2 separate regions of the Danio rerio genome follow, and region 1 is linked to region 2. A link is a contact called in public Micro-C data. All regions are on one chromosome and are shown on one strand. The core of a region is the stretch at or near the end of the contact, and the rest is flanking DNA. Distances in the headings are between cores, read along the strand shown.

Region 1 (7,171 bases), core at 3,305-5,804, 120 kb before region 2:
AGTTTCTTTTGTAATTAAGTTCAGAAGTAGTAGCAGCAGAATATTGTCAGACCCAAATTTTCACAAGTACACTAGATAAAAACGTGAGTTATTTAAAAGAAAATATTGCACTCTTTGAAATCCATTCCCCAAATAGCCATGTCAAGCTGACGTTCTTAAAGCAGAACACTAAAAATATCGACTAAAGGAGCTTTTTAGATGAAATCTTTTCTTCTTGCGTTTTGAGTTGGATGCCCTGTGTTTGATCGCTCACTTCATTTGTCGCTTTTAGGAGATTGGTGAAAAGATTTTGATTCGGGATCACTGTGCCAACTTTCTCTGATGTGTAGCTTCATTGTTTTCATCTGCACTGGTCATTCTCTATTGCTATGACTTTTTCTGTGTGTAGTTCTCAATGTTGCGTTTGATCTACGTCAATAGCACATGCAAAACCGGCAATCAGAGTTTTATTGGTGCTATCAAATACCTTGACCCTTAAGAACCTGCCTGTTTGTGCTGAAAAGCCTCTTTTGTTGGTTGTTTTGGGTTGATTGGATTGGAAACACTGCTGCACTCGAGTGGATTTAACAGTGCTGGATCTGTTCTAAATAGGAGATAATAAGAAAACAAGTGACACTCGCATCTCTGAGTTTGCATTATTATTATTTTATTTTTTTGGACAAAAAGTTCATTGTGATTTCACATAAGCCGGACAGCTAAATATTGGCATGAGGTGGATCCAAATAAAAATGTGGAAGGAAGTAGTTTGGAAGCAGGTAATATCTGTGAAATGCAGTGATTCACCATTCCTTCCTGTCTTTCAATGCTCTGTGGCCTTTAAGAACAATCTGTAGCGAAGGTACTCAGTACATTGTGGGCCCCCGCGCCACGACCAAACTGTCTCTCTCCCTGTTTTTTTGTACTTGCAGGCTGTTAAAGAATTCCACATTTTTAACTGAAGTCCATTTCTTACAATAAAACAGTATTTACATGTCTTTCTGTTGGTGTCTTTTCTAGTGACGAGGAATGGCTTACTAATTACCTAACGCCTTGTTTTTAGAATTGGTTTGAATGTGCCCATTTGTAATCATCATGGTGGCTTGAGAAAGCCAACATGCTGTTGTACTACATAAACTTATTATTTCATCTTCTTAGACTATTTTAAGAACGCATCTTCTCCTAGACTGTTCATACTACAACCATTAAACTAACTCCAATCCTTCAAACTGTACGGAATTAAGTTGCTATATCTTTTCCAACTGATCTGATTTTGGGTTTCCAAAAACTGACCCAAAAAATTTGGAAGTCTCATTCACCTAATATTAGACGAAACTTTGTGACCTCATAACTTTGCGCCAGACTGTCATACAAATGTTGGGGTCATTTAACTCAGACTACCAATCTGCCAGTCACTGATGACGTTTCAGCTTACAAGCCACACCCTAGCAACCACTTACAGCACCCTTGTTGCCATGACAACAATTGCAGCACCCAGTTGCTATGACAGTTGTCCCATAGACATCCATTATATAAAACTACTATTAACTTTACATTGGATATTATAACAACATATCAATCCATACTAGCAACATGCTAACAACATACCAATCCATGCTGGAAACATACTAATCATATTAGCAAAATGTTAATTCATACTACAAACTTTCTCAAGTCACCGTAAAGTTTGTCAACAAACTTTATTTTCTCGTTTTATACTACTGGACTGTTGCTCAATTCTGATCGGTTATTGTCAGTTAAATGCATGACTTTAAGTATTTCCAGGCAGGTTATGACTGCATTACAGTTCATTATCATTACACTGAATTATTTTGTTATTTCGCAGCTGCAGACAGACAAAAATCTTATCAAAAGAATATAGCTGACTAGATGAGTTGCACTCAGAAGAAGTTTGAGGACAAAAATCTAACAAATGTCTTGAAATGCAACATCTGAACAGTGTTTTTAGGTGTGGTAACTGTTGTACAAGCAGAGTAATTGAGTCTGGTCTGCATCATGAGATGGTGATGCATCATGAAACATCTATTTTTTCTGAAGAGGTTTTTTTTTTTTTTTTTTCGTTGAAAAATTCCACTTGTTTCTGTAGTAGAAAATTTAAAGTCACTGTCACTTAGTAATACTTTTAAATTATATAATTTTTGTGTGTTATGTTTTGTGTGGCATAGTGCGAAATTGTGTTAAAACAGTTAAGCTTTTGCAAACATTAACAATTCTTAATTGAGATCTGTTATGCAAAAACCACATAATTAAAACAATTATGTGGCAAAAAGTGTGTTAATATAGTCAGCATCTAATGGTGAAAATTGTATTTTTTTTCAATCACACTTCAAGAACAATCTGCAGAAACACTTTGATTGACATTCTCCCATTGTGCGTGTTATTTGAGGGCAAAAGCCCTGCCCATTAGTGAAAATCTCTCCCTCATTAGGATAAACAGACTCTGAGTGAGAAGCAGCCGTCTGCTATTAGTTTTCACCTGCTGAGGATGATGTCAGCAACTAAAGCTGTGATCACACCAGAGTTTGAGTTTGCGAAATTCTGTCGTACAGCTCTGCGAAAAGGAGCGGGATTAAACAAGATGATTAGACACTTAAAAAGTGAGCGATTTGGACAGAAATTTAAAATATGGAGCAGAGAGGTCACGTTTAGATCCTCGATTGGTCTCACGCAGTCTAGTGATGCAATTTCGCAGGTCAAAGTTTACCAAGCTTGATTTTTGAACTGCAGCAACCTGCAAAACTTGACGCATGACTCTGCATTTCCGGTCTGATGCATTCGCGTGCGTATGAATAGAAGTCTATGGGAGGAAAAGCCCAGGGTGACTGCAGCTTAATGCTACGGTCACACTGGAGGCTGTGCATGGGAAATTCTGTTGTACAACGCTGCAAAAATGAGCGGGATTAAACAAGATGATTCAACATTAAAAATGTAAGTGATTGGTCCATATTTTCATTTCTGTCCAGAGAGGTCATGTTTTGATCTTCGACTGGTCTCACGCAGTCATTTGATGCAATTTCACAGGGTAGAGTTCACCAAGCTTGAACTTTACAATGCAGCGAACTGCAAAACTTGTCACGCATGTCTGCTGCATTTGCATGAATTGCAGTCCATGGGGCGAAAAGTGCAGTGTGACCGGGAGCTATAGAAGCATTATAAAAGTGGAGTTTTAAGATGCACAAATGAACCCTGTGGTTTCCATAGACTGCCTTCTTCTGAGACACTTCTTTTGACTTGTTTTGCTTTTCAAAGAGATAACATAAGTCCTGTTTTGAATCTGCTGCTATGCAGAGCCACAGGCATTTGTAGCTCCGCTCTCTTGTGAAAAGAGCACAATCTCATTTGAATTTAAAGTGACAGTCACCAAAAACAGCACAATTTGCATCAAAGTAATAAATGAGGTAGTTTCAATGAGTTATAAAAAATATATTTGTGGAGTGTTTTGAGCTAAAACTTCACATACACACTCTAGAAACATTAGGGACTTATTTTACACGTTGTAAAAAGGGTTGCATTAGGTCCCCTTTAAATTAGCTTGAGCTGTTACACTGTATGCATTTGTTGAACATGTCTCATAAAAGCTATAAAAAAGGTTGCTTGATTATCTTTGAAGGTCAATGGCCACAGATAGACAGTTCTTAGAGACACATCTGACAGCTTCATTCCTGAGCTTGATGTTTTTTTTTACCAGAAAACCTTGGAGGATGTTATCAAGGGGAATGATTTGTTTGCCCTCAGTTGGCCGGGATTTGCAAGATAACCTTCTGAAAACACATTTTAATGCAGAAAACAGAATCTTGCTGAACATCACTGTGTTGACCACATTACCAGTAAATGCAGAAACTGATTGAGTGGTTAGCACTGCCACCTCACAGCAAGAAGGTCGCTGGTTCGAATCCCGGCTGGACGAGTTATAGCTTCTGTGTGGAGTTTACATGTTCTTCCCATGTTCAGGTGGATTTACTCCGAATGCTCAGAAGTCGCTATAGGTGAATTGGATGAACTAAATTGGTCATAGTGTGTAGGTGTGCGTATGATTGAGATTGTGTGAGGGTGTATCCCAGTACTGAGTTACGGGTGGGAGGGCATCCTGCGTAAAACATGTTGGAATAGTTGGCGGTTCATTCCGCTGTGGCAACACGATAAATATGGGACTAAGCCAAAGGAAAATTAATGAATGAATGATTTGGAAAGACCTTTGAAAAGTTCTGGAAGCAAGTTTTATGTATTCATTAGTTTTGTGGACCCATGGATCAGCAGATGTTATACGGATGCTTGATTTAGCAGAAGTGGAGACTGAAGCAAGGTGTCTTTGAACTTTCCAGATGAAAAATAACCCCCCCAAAAATTCTAAATCCACTAAAGCTTGGTTGAGGATCATTCAGAAAGGATTTTGTTCCGTTTACAGGTTTAAATCTTATTTTAAAAATTTCCAATGGGAAAACGAACGTGCTGTGTTAAATCACCACTAGGTGGCGGTAGGAATCAACTCTATGCTACATGAAAAGTCTGAGACTGAAAATGGTAAACGAACATGTTTAACAGGGCTGTTTCCATTCTCTCTACTAGGTTAGCTGGTTTGGGTAAACAGCTGTTTTAGAGTGGTCGTCACTTGAGAAGGCTCAGCTGAAGCATGGGAATCTCGTGTTGCTCCGTTATTAGAGTCTTGAAGATTACAGCTCTTCTTGTCCCTGTGTGGAAGAGTAATAACTGTGTAGGACCAAGTGTGAGTTTCACACATCTCAGAAACAGATGTGCTTCTGAGAACCCATGTTTGAGTTTGAAATGTTGAAATGCTATAATGCGGTTCGGAAGAATATCAGGCTGTCATGTCCTGTTCTCGCATGTATTTTCAAAAACAATCTTTTATCTTTATTTTATGTTTTAGTCGTTGTTGCATCCCAGCTAAAAAAAAAAAATGTTTGTTCCCAGTATGTTGGTTAGTTGGGCATTATGGGGGTGCAGTGAGTAGCACGATCGCCTCACAGCAAGAAGGCCGCTGCTTCGAGCCCTGGCTGGGTCAGTTGGCATTTCTGTGTGGAGTTGGCATGTTTGCATGGGTTTCCTCCGGGTGCTTTGGTTTCCCCATGAATCCAAAGACATGCGGTACAGGTGAATTAGATATAATATCGAATTGTGATGAAATTTATGTTAAAAACAATGATAAGCTCTGGATTTTTACTCCATATTGATCTAAGACCCAATCACTCAGCCGAAAGGTGCAACAATAGAAATCTAAAAGTGTGTTGTTGACATTAGAGATGCGCTGAATTTTCAGCCACTGAAAATGCCATTTAGTGGACCCTCTATTTTTTCTGTCTTCAGTCATTGCTGTGGTACTCTTTTAAATCTGGAAGCATTAATAACTTACATTGAAATATATATCGTTATCGTTCAATATGGAAAATAATTATCGAGACTGCATTTTTGCCATATTACCCAGCCCCAGTAGAACATTCTCTTTTAGGTTCACTTTAGGTATTACAAAAAAGGAAAGGTTAGTTATTGGTTACCAAAAAAAAAACATACAGTGCCTGTTCCTAGAACATCCTAGAATAGAGGATATGCAGATCTAGTGTTTCTTTCCATGCTGATAAACTTCCGGTGAATGGTTAATGTGTGTTTTTCCCATTTTACACGGTTCCTTTTACACCATCGATGTTTTAATGTAATTACAATACAATCAGTTAAAAAGACTTTGTCAATCACTTAGTCGCTCAACCGTAAAACGAGACAAAAAGCCGTTTACTCGCACATGTCCGTCAGAATCAGCAGGCTAGAGCAGAAGCTCCGTTGAATATGCTTGGGTAAAATAAATGTTGATATTTTAAAGACATGGCGGGGGAATATAATGGGGTAATGTAATGCAGTGCTTCTTGTACAATCTAAGACCCACTTTTTATCAGATATCACTCAGCCAGTGGAGATCGCTGATTATTAAAGAAAACAGATTTTAACTGTGCAGATTTTGCAATGGCACACAGTTCATCGGAATTGCTCAACACAGGTAACTGATAAATTAAAAGTCCTTACGCATATACCCTATTACCACATGAGAACCAAATGGGAACCATATTGGAATGCTCTTTGTTAAGTGGGATGTTTTGTAGTTCATGGTAACATTTTTCTCTAGATAATGTACTGAATCGTAGGTCACAGATCTAATTTTAATATGTTGGTTTATATTATTTGGGGGGAGCCATGCCAAAACACCCATGTTATTATGCTGTAATGGTATGTATTTACTAAGGTAATAATTAATGTTTTAATCAGACACTAAAATAAATTTTGGTGCAAAACAATTATCTGATAAAATGGCAATAAATTAATCACTTAAAAAATAAATGAGCTCCTGAGGTATTGCAAGCTTTAGATCAAATATTCACAGTAAAGTTACTTTAATAATTAAATATCCCCTGTTTTTGATGTTTGAAATTTTAATGATATATCTATAATGAAATTTCCTTCCTTATTAATAAAAAAGATAAATTTTTAACCGGAATTTTACCTGCAAATCTCAATGCAGTCTTATAATAGTTTATTTTGTGTAGTATTTATTAATATTTAGAATTTTTATATTTATTTTATCCCATATTTATGTAGTTTTGTGTGCTTTAATAGTTTTTTTTATAATTTTATGTTTAATGGATAATTTTAACATTTAACATTTTTTGTTTTATATATTTTTTTATTACTATAATATTTATATTTTATTAAGGTTCATTCAGTGTTTTTGGCAACATAGTGTCTATCACTTGAGCAATAGTTCATTTTCTTGTCGGATTAGTTCTTTTATTAATCCAGGGTTGCCACAGCGGAATGAACCGCCAACTTATCCAGCACATTTTTACGCAGCGGATGCCCTTCCAGCCGCAACACATCTCTGGGAAACATCCACACACTCATTCATACACACACTCATACACTAGGGACAATTTAGCCTACTCAATTCACCTGTACCACATGTCTTAGGACTGTGGAGGAAACCGGAGCATCCGGAGGAAACACACGCGAATGCAGGGAGAACATGCAAACTCCACACAGAAATGCCAACTGAGCCGAGCCGAGGTTTGAACCAGCGACCTTCTTGCTGTGAGGCGACAGCACTATCTACTGCGCCACTGCGTCGCCCACTTGAGCATTAGTGACAGTGCAATTTTTTATGCTGTGTATTTAT
Region 2 (7,323 bases), core at 3,724-6,223:
TACATCTCCGAGCCAAAAACACGTAGTATATCATTTATTATTAAAAATGAGAAAGAATCCTTTAATGGGTAGAAACTGTACATATTTGCTCACCTGGGTTTGAAGGAAATAAGCAATTTCTCCTCAACTTTCTTTTTTAACTTTCTGTATGAAGCGTCAAACAGACACGAGTGCTTCTGTCAAACTTCCACTAGTTATTCCTTTATTTCTTGGGTCCAAATAAACTGAAAATGAGCGCTTCTCCCCTCTCTGAAACTTCTCCCCCAGCCTGTGGTGTGGTCCTGCTGACCTGTAGCTACACACACGCAAGTGAATGCTGCACTCTTACTGACTGTAGCCAATCTCCGATGTTATTTCCATCAAAACTCATCTCACACGGCATGATTTAAATCGCCGACAACTCCGGATATTTAGCACGCCAAATATCTCACAGGCATCGTTGACTCATCGGCGATTCTCCCAGATCGCGAATTTGATAGTTCATACTGTGTGATTGTCACTCATGTGCTTGAGCGCCGATTTGCCTGTGATTTCAGGCATTTGTCTGTGATTTCTCCAAACCTGTCGGTGAGTCAAAATCGGGGCTAAAATCATGCAGTCTGAACTCGGCAATACTGTGAATACTGTGAAAATTTCCTTGCTCTGTAAAACACCATTTGGGAAATTTTTCAAAAACAAAAACAAAAACAAAGGGGGGCTAATAATTCTGACTTCAACTATATATATTTATTAATTATATTTATTTTTTTATTATATTTATAGTTTAATAAATAATTAGTATTATTTTCTTTTTAGTACTTAAACTTGTCTTATTATTTCACTTAGTTTCCAAGGTACCATTTTTAAACTGTTAGTGTTTATAAGGTAATCATGTTATCGTGTTTATCATGTTTTCCTCGATTATTAACATTTTTAATTGTTTTATTTAGCAGTAATAATGCTGGTCATACAGTCATATAAATGAAAATACAACTGTAGATATCTTCCTTTCTTCACTTTTCTCTGATTCTCTCATGTTTCTTGCAGAATGCCAGTGTGAATCTGAGTTCACCGAGGGCACATGTGAGGACCGAACTGGACGCTGTTACTGTAAACCCAACTACACTGGCGAGAACTGTGACCAGTGTGCAGAGGGATACGAACACTTCCCTGAATGCTACCGTAAGTCTATGTCCACTTTTATTGCAGGCTTCTAACAGCACATTTCATCTAAAACTTCCCCCAGTGCAGAAGGTCATTCAAAACTATTAACAAACATTTTATTCACTTCAGAGGTGTTAATCAACGGAGAGGTCAGACCTGCAGGAGAAAACATCAGTAAGACACTGATTGACTCATCTTTAGCATTATGTCATATGATTCAACTTGATTCTTGTTTGCTGATTTCTCACGGTTTTTTAATGTGTTTTTGTGTTTAGTTGACTGTGAGTGTAATGCTGCTGGCACTGAAGGAAACTCCTGTAGGCCGGACCCTCGCACCAATACATGTGTGTGTAAACCTGAATTCACTGGGGAACATTGTGACACCTGCTCTCATGGATACTTCAGCATCAACTGCCAACGTAAAGACACACACACACACACACACACACACACACACACACACGCACACACACACACACACGCTGTAGGCGTTACATTTGTTAAACTATGTAGGAATAAATATTTTGTTTTTGTTTAATCACATTATATATATATCTATATATGTATGGGGCAGCACGGTGGCTCAGTGGTTAGCACTGTCGCCTCACAGCAAGAAGGTCGCTGGTTCAAGTCTAGGCTGGGTCAGTTGGCATTTCTGTGTGGAGTTTGCATGATCTCCCTGTTTTGGCGTAGGTTTCCTCCAGGTGCTCTGATTTCTCCCACAAGTCCAAAGACATGCACTATAGGTGAACTGGATGAAGTAAATTGGCTGAAATAGTTCCACATTTCATATTCAGGAATAGTTGGTGGTTCATGTTTAACCTCTGAAAAAAAAGAACATAATATTTGTTAAATAAAAAACTAAACATTTGTTTTTTTTTATGCTAAAAGTTTTTTTGCATTTATTTATTGAATCTGGCTTTATTGGCCTTGATACAGAAGGCACTACAAGATTCATTCATTTTCTTTTCAGCTCAGTCTCGTTATAAATTTTTGGTCACCATAGCGGAATAAACCGCCAACTTATTCAGCATATGTTTTACGCAGAGGATGCGCTTCCAGCTGCAACCCATTACTGGGAAACATTCACACACACTCATTCACACTCATACACTACAGCCAATTTAGCTTATTCAATTCACCTGTACCGTATGTCTTTGGACTTGTGGGGAAAATCGGTGCACCCAGAAAAAACCCACGCAAACACGGGGAGAACATGCAAACTCCACACAGAAATGCCAACCAACACAGCTGAGGCCCGAACCAGTGACCTTCTTGCTGTGAGGCGATTGTGCTACCCACTGGGCCTCCATGCTGCCACCTATTGCACTTTTCAACTAAAAAAAAATTGATCTGTGGAAATGATCAATTTGTAGGTTCCCAAAAAATTGCCTACTGTTAATTCTTATCTAAAGGACACAACTTTTTCTATCAAAAATATATCTGTTGCCAAAATGTTTCATAATAATTTACAGCAAGATGACAAGTTTTAGTCAAATAATTACAGAAATGCAGTCATTTCACAGTCATTTTGAAGTGGGTGTTCATAAGACTATCATGATAGCTTTATAATCATTACATGACACGTTATGAATATGATTTTTTTAAATGTGCTTTTAGCAACTGTCTTTAAGTCAAAGTCCACTTAAAGCAAGTCATTTCACTCCGCGGCCATCTTTGAAACGCCTCTCGAGCAGTATGCTTGGGCATTCTGTCTGAATGGGGAAACATTAAATTCTCCAAAAAAATTTGGACAGACTGTAACTCGCATTCGTTTCGTAGATATTACATTCATATATTCATTTATTTATTTTCTTTTCCGCTTAGTCCCTTTATTAATCCAGGGTCACTACAGCGGAATGAACCGCCAACTTATCCACCACATTTTTATGCAGCGGATGCCCTTCCAGCCGCAACCCATCTCTGGGAAACATCCATACACAATCATTCACACTCATACACATACGAACAATTTAGCCTACCCAATTCACCTGTACCGCATTTCTTTGGACTGTGGGGGAAATCGGAGCACTCAGAGGAAACCCACACGAAAGCAGGGAGAACATGCAAACTCCACAAAGAAATGCCAACTGACCCAGCCGAGGCTCGAACCAGAGACCTTTTTGTTTTGAAGTGACAGCACTACCTGCTGTGCCACTGCGTTGCCCCTCGTAGAGATTACAATACCAGAAAACTTTTGTTTTCAAGTGCATTGGTTCATTTAAAAGTAGAGATGTCAAGCTTTATTTGGATATTAATCTTATGTCTGCGAAGCAACTATTCGCAGAGATTTCAATGTGTTTGTTGACCACAAAAAACTGTCGAAAAATGCACACTTCTGGTCTGAGCTTCTCCCCTAAAGAAATGTCAAGGTTATGGCAATCGATGATTGTCTGCTTTACTAGTAGGCTTCATTCACCATATTGACGTTACACTTTTCCCCATTCAAAACTATATAAATGACAAGTCTTGTGTATTTTATAATATAAGGGATGTCTTTGTCATGACAACTTGACATTGCTAGGACAACATAACTTAAATACATAAATAATACATATACAGTTGAAGTCAGAATTTTTAGCCCCCTTTTGATTTTATTTTATTTTTTTAAATATTTCCCAAATGATGTTTAACAGAGCAAGGAAATTTTCACAGTGTGTCTGATAATATTTTTTTCTTCTGGAGAAAGTCTTATTTGTTTTATTTCAGCTAGAATAAAAGCAGTGTTTAATTTTTTTAAAACCATTTTTGGGACAAAATGATTTGCCCCTTTAAGCTGATTTTTCTTTCGTTAGTCTATAGAACAACCATTGTTATAGAATTACTTGCCTAATTACCCTAACCTGTCTAGTTAACCTAATTACCCTAGTTAAGCCTTTAAATGTCACTTTAAGCTGTATAGAAGTGTCTTGAAAAATATGAAGTAAAATATTATTTACTGTCATCATGGCAAAGATACATCAGTTATTAGAAATGAGTTATTAAAACTATCATGTTTAGAAATGTGCTGAAACAATCTTCCCTCCATTACACAGAAATTGGGGAAAAAAATAAACAGAGGCACTAATAATTTATGGGGGCTAATAATTCTGATTTCAACTGTATATTTCATAAACATGATTGTCATAAGGTCATAATTGTGTCATGGATATTTTACTTATGACTTCTTTTTAGTGGAGCAAAATTAATTTGTCAATGACACCTTATGACAGTTGTGAAAAACATGTTATGTCATGGTTATAAAGGTTTCATAAACACCCATTTTTAAGTACCCCTTCAAGTAAAGTATGTCCATAGTCTGTTTTAGTGACTTTTAGAAATGTTTGTTCAAATCTCTAATAGATAGTTCCAATAACACATCAGCTGTCCTGTTCTGCCTGTTTCATTTCTTGTGTTTTCTCTTAAATCCACTGTAGCAGATGACATCTGAGCAAACACACACACACACACACACACACACACACACACACACACACACACACACACACACACACACACACACACACACACACACACACACACACACACACACACACACACACACACAGTGTTTTTTTCTCTGCTGAACTGCTGTTGATCTTGTGCATAGTTGCAGTGTTTTGAGCACAATATACCACCCAAAGACAAAAGCAATGCAAACATGCCCACATTCTCGCTGGTCTCCCTTCCCCCAGGCTGCCAGTGTTCAGGCCAGGGTTGCCTAGATGGCTCCTGTGATGCAGTAACGGGCCAGTGTGTGTGCCGGAGTGGGTTTCAGGGGTATTCATGCGAGCAGTGTGCACCAGGCTACTTCAACTACCCTCTGTGCCAATGTGAGTGCTTGCCAACTCTAATCTCAAAATCCCCAATGAGCGCTGCCAAACCATGAACTTTGCAGTGCAGCCACAATAACTGTTTCCTGTGTATTCGCTTGGACTCTTTTACTACACAGAGTTCTGTTTATAGAAAGCACTTGTTCAGAATTCAGCCTATTTACTTTCTTAATACGCTTTTTGTGTGCTATTTATCAACACAGTGGACAGTAAAATGTGCTGCACATTTGCATATATAATGTGCACATATAATTGGAGTCAAATTGGCAAAAAGTGAAACAATCTAGTTGCACTAGAACTTGTCATTGTTTATACTATTGTGCTTCTTAATGTTTGAACATTTGGATTTTGTTGGGATTTTTCTTAGATTTTTTAGTATACAACACTATGCCAGCAAGATTTACTGAAATTCATTTATTAAAAAATAATGACTTCTTCATAAACAAACAAGTGACTTTTGTATTAGTATCCTCTAACTGTAGCTTCTACTTCACAAATTTGTTCAAGCACATGATTTACTCAGGAGCGGAACATTTATCTATAAAGGTTTTTACTGAATCATTCACTCAATTGAAAAGATTTGTTCAAGAACGCTGAGTCATTCAGGAATGAAACAAGCTGATCATCTTCATAAGATATTATTCACTAAATATTTTACCATTGGATTTGTTTACTAAAACATTAGTGATAAATACAAATTACTGTCGACAAGTCTCAGGACTAAAACGTGACTGTCTTTAAAAGTGATTCATTGAATTATTCACTCAACTTAATTGATCTGTTCAAAAACACTGATTGATTTTTTAGGTGAGCTTTTTATTAATTCACTCAAACAATAATTTTATATTTAAAAATGCTGGTTGATTCAGGTATAAAACACGTGGCTGTCCTAATGCGGTGTTTACACCAGACGCGGAACCCACGGGTAAATCGGGTCTAAGGTACTTAGACGCGTGCACATTTAGAGTTTACTCGCTTCATTCGCACATCAAAACTCCCTTTATCCATGCATCAAATTCACTTCAGAACAGACGTAGATTCGCATCATGGGCAGGGCTTCTGTCTGCCCAATTACTGTAGCTTGGTTGCTAAATGGCTAACGTAGATTTTATCGAGAAAATAACTGTGTTTATGTGCTTTGTGAAGACTGAAAAACAGCGTTGATTCGTTAGTTCTCTAGATACTTTCAGAGATTCACCCAGCTCTGTGAGCTCATAAACTCCTCCAGAAACTTAACCTGGATGATGAAAGCTTTCAGTGGTGCTTCTGACTAAGCCGAGCCCAGTTTGATGTCGGTGTAGGCAGGAGGATTTTCCCCTGGGACTCTAACAACAGGCGCTTCGTCACACTCATGCCCCCACAAGAACAAGCTCCTGATTTGGTTAACGCAGCGCGAATGTTCGCTGAAGTTCAAATTTTCGAACTCATTTTGCGCAAAACATTCGATACGTGCATTAAGCGTGTCAATCAAGCAAAACGCTCAACACGCACCGCTTCTTTTGCGTAAATTGTTACATACGCGCCACCTCATACGCTTGTATTGCGCTGCTGGATGTCTATGCGTGTCTTTGCATTGACTTAACACAGGGCTGGTGTCCTGCACAATTTAGCTCCAACTTTCGTTAACACACATGCCAGGAGGCTTCTAGTACACCTAGAAAGAGCTTAATTATATGGTTCACGTGTGTTTAATTCGGGTTGGAACTAAAATATGCAGGACACAAACCCTCCAGGACCGAGTTTGGACACCCCTGACCTAACATGTAAATCACTCGCGCTTGATGCTTCTTCCGCATCTGGTGTGAAGGCAGCATTATAAATGAGTCATTGTATCATTCACTTAACTGTATTGTTTAATGTCTTCATAAGTCCTCGAAACTGTAACCAACAGGTTTCTTTAAAAAAAAAAAGTGTCTTTATTAGTAATTGAAAATATTTGTTCAAAAACACTAACTGATTTACAAATTAAACAAATGACTTTTGTAAGTGACCTATTGAATTATTGACTCAAATGTATTTGTTAAAAAGATTGCCTGAAACAGATGATGGTCTTTATAAGCTACTGAATGTTCTACTCAAATAATTTTCTACACTCCAGCTTGTTCAGGAGTAAAACAAGTGGCTGTATAATTATCTTATATCAGTAAGTAACTAAATCATTTGATTCAGCTTAATCAATTAGTTTAAATACAGTGATTATTCCAGACTTCAAACAATTGACAGTCTCTGTAAATCTCAGAATCTTTTACAAAACATTTGTTCAAAAACAAATTCATAAAAGCAACATTCAACTCTTTTTAAGTAACAATTACGAATACATTTCAGGTATTTTTTAAAAACATCAACATATGTATCAGCATCTCTCTGT

Evidence for each region. A called contact is a pair of places that touch in the nucleus more often than the background predicts.
Region 1: a contact with region 2 is called in a Micro-C map of caudal fin, with 4 times the contacts expected there. The contact joins two enhancer-like sites. A contact is called at or near these places in 2 of 18 Hi-C or Micro-C datasets (caudal fin and embryo).

The regions. Positions count from the first base shown.
Region 1 is chr23:9,923,959-9,931,129 of GRCz12tu, reverse strand. It overlaps mapre1b (microtubule-associated protein, RP/EB family, member 1b), which reads left to right. Exons shown (of 7, transcript NM_213640.1): 7 at 1-974. Among named protein-coding and RNA genes, the nearest start is that of mapre1b, 15 kb to the left of the region's middle. Within about 2 kb of position 4,554, at least 5 of the 62 cell types and tissues checked have an H3K27ac peak or open chromatin away from gene starts, as enhancers often do. A contact at or near this core is called in caudal fin, where this site is marked.
Region 2 is chr23:9,806,446-9,813,768 of GRCz12tu, reverse strand. lama5 (laminin, alpha 5) reads left to right here. Exons shown (of 80, transcript NM_001039171.1): 10 at 1,027-1,161; 11 at 1,273-1,317; 12 at 1,419-1,562; 13 at 4,818-4,955. Among named protein-coding and RNA genes, the nearest start is that of lama5, 94 kb to the left of the region's middle. Within about 2 kb of position 4,973, at least 11 of the 62 cell types and tissues checked have an H3K27ac peak or open chromatin away from gene starts, as enhancers often do. A contact at or near this core is called in caudal fin, where this site is marked.